Linked DNA regions of Mus musculus: region 2 is linked to region 1. Evidence: chromatin contacts called from public Hi-C data. All regions are on one chromosome and are shown on one strand. The core of a region is the stretch at or near the end of the contact, and the rest is flanking DNA. Distances in the headings are between cores, read along the strand shown. Region 1 holds the start of Tlr12 (toll-like receptor 12). Region 2 overlaps Phc2 (polyhomeotic 2).

Region 1 (3,298 bases), core at 516-3,015:
AAGGTTGGAGGTACCCTGGGAGCAGAAGGCATCCAAGCTGTTCTTAAGCAGGGAGAGCTTCTGGAGAGCAGGGAAGACCCCAGAAGCATTCTGGGACCCCAGCTTCAGCTTCAGTCCCCCGCCGCTTATAGTCAAGGTCTCCAAGGAAGGAAAGATCGCTGGGGACAGCGTCCAGTGCTCCGTCGTGCCTGAGGCTATATGAAGCTCTAAGCTGGTCAGATACATGGGCAGGAACAATACTGCCGGAGCAGGGAGAGCGGGAAGCTTCAGGCTCAAGGTATGCAGATTCTTTGCTCCCCAGAAGCCAGGCTCTGGGCTCATCCGTATTTGGGTATCTAGCAAGCTAAGGGTGGTCAATGCAGGCAGAGCCGCCAACCAGTTCTTACCCAGGTGAAGCAGGGGGTTTCCATCCAGCTTCAAGGTCTCTAGTTGCTGGAGCTCCTGGAATAGGTATCCCTCCAGGGAAAGCAGCTGGTTGTACCGAAGCAGCAGCTCTCGCAAGTGGGGTAAGCAGGAGAAGGCGGCTGGAGGCAGGATGCGCAACCTGTTGCCTGACAGATCCAGAGTCGTGAGTCCTGACACATCTCCCGTCTCATTCATGCACAGCACGGCGCTCTGCAGTTGGTTTCCGGACAGCTCCAGTCGCTGAAGCCTAGGCATGGCAGTCAGGAAGCCTGGTGGAAGCTTGGTTAGGCCAGTGCTTGAAAGACCCAAGGTCTTCAGGCTGTGGCAGGAAGCCAGAGCCTCCTGAGATATAGATCCTATCTTGCTTTCTTTCACAATCAAGCCCTGCAGCTCAAAGTGGGCAACAGCCTCAGCAGCCAGCTCGGCCGTGGCAGTCTGTGCATACAAGACATCGAGTTTCTGAAGTCCCAGGCCCTTCAGCCACACGGCATCCAGTGGTGTTCTTGTCAGGTCCAGAATCTCCACCTGGAGACCCTGGAGGGACCCAGGACTAGCCATCTTCAGCTTCCAGTTGGATGACAGATCCAACTTCTGCAGGGTCCACGAAACCCTGGAGGAGGAACCTTGCACCAGATCTGGGAACATACCAGCCAGCTCTCCCACGTCCTGAATGCAACTGAGCGTGACACCCAGCCATTGCAGACCGGGAGGCAGGCGGATGCCTGCCTTCTTATCCAGGCAAGGGCCAGAGATATGGAGTCTCTGGAGGGAAATCAGGTCACTGAAGGCATCAGGAGGTAGAAAGAGAGATCTCCTAAGAGGAGAGTCAAAAAAAGAGAGGCTCTGCAACTGTCCCAGACCCCGGAGAGCTCCTGGCAGAAGTTGGGTAAGGTGCAGACTCAGTGCCAGGACCTTGAGACCAGGAAAAGCAGAGAAAGCATCTGGAAGCAGAGTAGACACAGTACCACCGAGGCAGAGCCCCTCCACAGTCCGAGGTACAACTTCCAAGGTCTGTGTCAGGTTGCTCACGGAGAGGCATGCAGCAAGAAAGGATAGCTTGGAATGGCGGCAGAATGTGAAATAGCGGGAGACCAGGGGCAGTCGGGAGCCTTCGGTCACCAGGCAGTTGGAAGTGCTCCACCCAGTTACCAGAGGCAGGGAAAGGAGGAGACCTGGCAGCAGCCAGTACCTGCCCATCTCTACACCAGAGGAATCAGAGCTGAGAGGACTTTAGACTCCTATGCCTCCGGGTTACCAATACTCTCATCCACCTCAGAGTACCTGCAAGGTCCGGGAGCACCGTCAAAGGGCCACTGTGGAAGCCGGGAAGTGAGGAGGCCGACTTGGAGATACTTAGCACTGAGGCTTCGAGGGAGGGGAAATGACACCAGGGCAACGTAGGGGGATGGGGGGGTCTCACTTCCTGTTAGGAGAAAGCAAACAGAGTTTCTTTTCTTGTTGTTGCTTTCTTTTTTATGTGCAGCCCAGGCTGTCCCACGAGCTCAGTTTGTTAAGACTCCTTTTGAACTTCTGATTCTCTTACTTCCACCCCCAGGGCTGGGATGATGGCTGCGCACCACTAGAACAGTCTGCAGTGTGGTTAGACCCCTGGCTTCTGTGCCTGCTACATCCTCACCCCCAACCCCCCTCCACACACACACACACACACACACACACACACACACACACACACACACACACACACACACAAGTAGAGTCTGGTCTGGCTTTGCACAGTCCTCAAGTAAAACACCTCTTCTCTTCTGAGCCTGTGTTCTCTTCTGTCCAAGTAGACTAACTCCCGTTTGCTTGATTGCTCTGTAGGATTGCTGCAAACACAGATTTAGATCAGCTGGGGTTTTCTCCTTGTTAGTTTCATTATGACTTCCTTTCTTTACTGACCCCCCTGGAGTTCTTGGGTTAAACACAAATGGGGATGTTTTATAAGCAAAATAATATATCAACACGATGTTGTCATGGCATTTGACCTGAGAAGACTGGATGTAGGGAGGGCTCCAGCCCTGCTCTCAGACACTGGGGCAAGAAAAGAAAGGCCTTTACCTTGACCTGAACTGCCAGGACAGGGCTGGGACCTAAGTGGGAAGAGAAAGAGAAAGAAAGGAGCTTTGTGGTCACCTCAAACTATGAAGCAAAGCACTGGACACAGATCAACATCTGTTCATGATTTGAAAAACTAACAGACTCAGAGAGAAGAAAATCCTGTTAACATCAAATGACATAGCTTGCCAAGACCTATAAAAGAGTATCGTTCTCAGCACCTCTGACTTACAGCCGGGAAGGAGACAACTGCATTTCTGCTGAGTGTTAGAATGGAGGCGGGAGAATGGCCAAACTGACAGGAACGGCAAAATTAAAGGTACTAAAGGAGAAACACAACGGCCACAAGGGCAGGACGCTGGGATGCCTGCATGGGAAACCCAAGAATTTCTAAAAAGAAAAGTCAAAAAACAAAAGGATAGTTAGCAAAGATGGTTAGGTCAGGTTTCTTAAAATTTTTCTAATATGCCTGTATGTTAGTCAGTGTTAATATACAGAACAAACATGTTCGAATTAAGATGTTCCTACGAAGCCGGGCTTGGTGGCACACGCCTTTAATCCCAGCACTCGGGAGGCAGAAGCAGGTGGATTTCTGAGCTCGAGGCCAGCCTGGTCTACAAAGTGAGTTCCAGGACAGCCAGGGCTACACAAAGAAATCCTGTCTCGAAAAAACAAAACAAAAAAAAGTTCCTAAAATTTTAATATGCAAAAAGACTAAGCATGAGGGGTTAGGAGGCAGGCTTGCAAGGCATTGACGGGTAGTCCAGGAGCCCAGACAGGATTAGCAGCTGTAAGAGAGGACAGGCCCATGAGTGACAGAGCCCTGGAGGAGCAT
Region 2 (3,298 bases), core at 504-3,003, 52 kb after region 1:
TCCCCTGAATACTTGGTGGAACTCACAAGTAAAGTCATTTTGTCTTTCTGGGAAGGTTTCACACCAATTAATTTAAAATTGTTTTGGTGTGTTGTTTGTTCTTGTAGTTTTGGTTTTGGGAGATGGGGTTTCTCTGTGTAGCCCTGGCTGTCCTGAAACTCACAGGCTGGCCTCAAACTCAGAGATCTGCCTGCCTCTACCTCCTGAGTGCTGGGATTAATGACAGTGTGCTATCACACAAATTATTTTTAATAGGTACAGTGTAGACAGCATGGTAGCTCGTGCTTATAATCCTAGCTACTCTGTACCAGAAAGTAAATAAACAAAAATAAAATTGAGAGGAGGAGGTGGGATAAAGAGAGCGAACCATAGAGCTATCCAGCTTGTCTGTCTCTTCATGTGTGAGCTCTGATAACTTGTGCATTTCCAGGAAATGATCCCTACTGTTGCTTCATTGTCCTTTTGATATCTATGAGAGCTGTCATCTCTGGGTTCGCCCTTCACATCACTCTGGCTAAGTTTTCTGTCTTAGTTTCAAAGACCGGCTTTTCCTTTCGGTGGTTTGCCTGCCATGGTCCCACCCCGTTTGTCTTACCTCCCTCTTATTCCTCTCTTTGTGTTTTGTATTTCATTTGCTCTTTTCTTACTTCTTAAGAAGGAAGCCGATGTTAAAATTCAAGAACTTTCTTTCTGGAATGACTAACAAATGTTTTATGGACCATGCATCCATTTCTCTCATGGGTTTTATATGTGACACTTTTTCATTTTGTTACATTCAAAATAGTTTCTACTTTCCCCTGAGATTTTAGTTTTTGACTCATGAACTATTTTTAAAACACATTGTTTCTCAAATATTAGGGAGTTTCCTAATGGCTCTCTCTTACTGACTTTAAATGTTGTTCTCTCGTGTATTCCTGTGATTTCACTTCTCTTCAAAGTGTGTTTGGGGGACAGGGTCTCACTATGTAACTCTGGCTGGCCTTGAACTCACAGAAATCTGAGTGCTGGGATTAAAGGCATGCACCACTGAGCCCAGCCTATAACATTTTCAATAGTACAGTTATTATAAAGTTCATCTGTTCAGTATCCATATGTCTCAAAAGATCAATTTTACCCTCATTTTGAGAAATATTTTCTGAGTATAGAATTTGAGGCTGACTTTTAATTTGTTTTTGGTTTTCTTCTACAATTTCTTTAAAGATATCTATCAACTGTCAGCAGTGTAATGGTGTGTAAAAAAGCCTGGGTTTTGCTCCCATGTAATATGTCCTTTTTTTCTGAGAATTTTCGGGATTTTCTTGTCATCAGCTGAGCAGTTTGACTGTGAAAGTCCTTGCAGTAATTTTTATCCATGTATTCTGCTTAGCTGGACTTCTTGGGTCTGCAAGTTCATGGCTTTTGTTGAATTTGGAAGCTTTACTGGTTCTGCTCCTTTCCACCAAGGCCTCTCCCTCCTGGAACTGTGATGTGGGGAGCCTTAGGTTGCTCGATAAGGCCATTGACGGGTAGCCCGTGTCTCTCTAGCCTTCCTCCAGTCTCTTTCCTGTGGGGTCATTCCTGTTGCCAAGTCTCCTGATCTGTTGTTACTCTCGTGCGCTTTGCTTTTGTCTTGGCTGTCCTTTCTGGTCACTGGAAGCTGGATTTGGGGTTGCCCTGTCCTCACGATCCTGTGTCTTCTCGCTCCTCAGCACATGGCGGGCAGTTATTAATGTCACTTCCTGAACATGTGGGAGCAATTATTAACGCTGCCTCCTGATCACGTGGGGTGCAGTTACTAATGTTGCTTTAATACCTCATCTGCTAGTTCTCCCACTCCTGGAGTCTCTCACCAACGTCTTTTGTCTGCCTTCTTGTTTTCACTGGGTCCAACGAGCCTTTGTGAATTTGATCTTCCTGTTGCTGACACTTGCTCTATTCCTTTAAATTGTTTTGAAATACAGACGAACACAAGCTGCCCTGCCCTGCCCTGCCCTACCCTGCCCTGCCCTGCCCTGCTCTGTGTGAGCAGGGCCTGCTCCATCTGCTCCTTCCAGGTGGTCTGGAGTTCTCATGTGTGTCTACATGTCCCTCAGCGCTAACCATGACAATCCAGGGAGGCCTGTGTGCACAATTCCAGAGTGTTTTCCTTCCCTCTCCCTCTTTCCCTCCCTCTCCTACCCTCTCCTTTCCTCTTCTCTCTCCCTCCTTCTTTCTCCTCTCCTCTATTTCTACCCTTCTCCCTCCCTCTCCCTCCTCCTTCTCCTCCCTCCTTCTCCATTCCCTCCTTCTCCTCTCCCTCCTTCTCCTCCCTCCTTCTCCTTTCCCTCCTCCTCTCCCTCCTTCTCCTCTCCCTCCTTCTCCTCTCCCTTCTTGTCCTCTCCTTACCCCCCTCCCACTCCTTCTCCCCTCCTCCTCTCCTCTCTCTTGCACTCCTTTCTCCTCTCCTCTCTCTCCCACTCCTTTCTCCTTTCCTCACTCACCTCCTTACAGGTACTCCAGCCATTTTCCCTCCCAGATCGCCATCTTCTCTGCCCAGAGGCTCTCTGAACACCTGTTCCCTCCTCGCACTGTTCCTGGAGGTGCCCCAGGGAGCAGCCTAGTATTTTCCAGGGGTCACTTTGTCTCTTTTTGCTCAGGCATCACAAGCCTGTGTTACCTATCTGCTAATATCTGAAAAACAGTGTTTTCTGTCTTTTATCCAGTTTTCAGTTGTTTATGGAGGAAGGATAAATCATATTCCTCCTCTCCTACCCTCTTGGTAAAAATCTCTAATTTCCACAAGGCTTTATATTTTTTAGATCTAGCACTCACAAGGCCTTGGGTTTAATATCCAGCGCCATGCAAACACATACACACACAGGCACATGTGCACACATACAGAGGCACATGTGCACACATGTACATACACACACACTTTCACTCAATGCATGGTTTTTTAATAATTCATGATGTATATATTTAAATAAACCTATATTTGATACATTAGATGAAGGGAGATTTAGGAGATTTGCATCTTCCCACAACTTCTATCGTATGGTCAGAGACTAAAGCGCGGTTACAGATATTCAAGGGTTCGGAGGGAGTTCAGACTAGGCTCATACCGACCTGACTCTGCCTCCCTGGGAGTCCATGATTGCCAGGAGCGTGAGCAGCTCCCGAGCAATCGACCCTGAAGCTGCCTTGCTCTGTTTAAACCCTCTCGATGTTTTGTTTGGGCCTCTCATTCCAGTACAAACAGAGTCACTGAGATAAAGGATCAAGGGTCATTGAGATGAAGACTAAAGCCAGCATGAGATGCTCAGGCTCCGGGCTGGCTTTC

The links. Hi-C and Micro-C count contacts between places; a contact is called where the count stands out from the background.
Region 2: a contact with region 1 is called in a Hi-C map of uterus, with 3 times the contacts expected there. The contact joins the enhancer-like site here to the promoter of Tlr12 in region 1. A contact is called at or near these places in 11 of 39 promoter capture datasets (the HPC-7 cell line, embryonic stem cells, frontonasal cranial neural crest and 6 more), 1 of 15 datasets of contacts at CTCF or cohesin (the NIH/3T3 cell line), 17 of 484 Hi-C or Micro-C datasets (B cells, the C2C12 cell line, bone marrow-derived macrophages and 9 more), 11 of 115 datasets of contacts at active chromatin or transcription factors (the HPC-7 cell line, T-cell acute lymphoblastic leukemia, bone marrow-derived macrophages and 6 more) and 4 of 9 other capture datasets (adipose tissue, liver, macrophages and 1 more).

Annotation. Positions count from the first base shown.
Region 1 is chr4:128,616,854-128,620,151 of GRCm38.p6, forward strand. It overlaps Tlr12 (toll-like receptor 12), which reads right to left and starts at 1,766. Exons shown (of 1, transcript NM_205823.2): 1 at 1-1,766. The coding sequence starts at 1,602.
Region 2 is chr4:128,669,003-128,672,300 of GRCm38.p6, forward strand. All of the region lies in intron 1 of Phc2 (polyhomeotic 2), which reads left to right. Among named protein-coding and RNA genes, the nearest start is that of Phc2, 16 kb to the left of the region's middle. Within about 2 kb of position 1,754, at least 38 of the 459 cell types and tissues checked have an H3K27ac peak or open chromatin away from gene starts, as enhancers often do. A contact at or near this core is called in nephron progenitors, pancreatic islet, second pharyngeal arch cranial neural crest and 1 more, where this site is marked.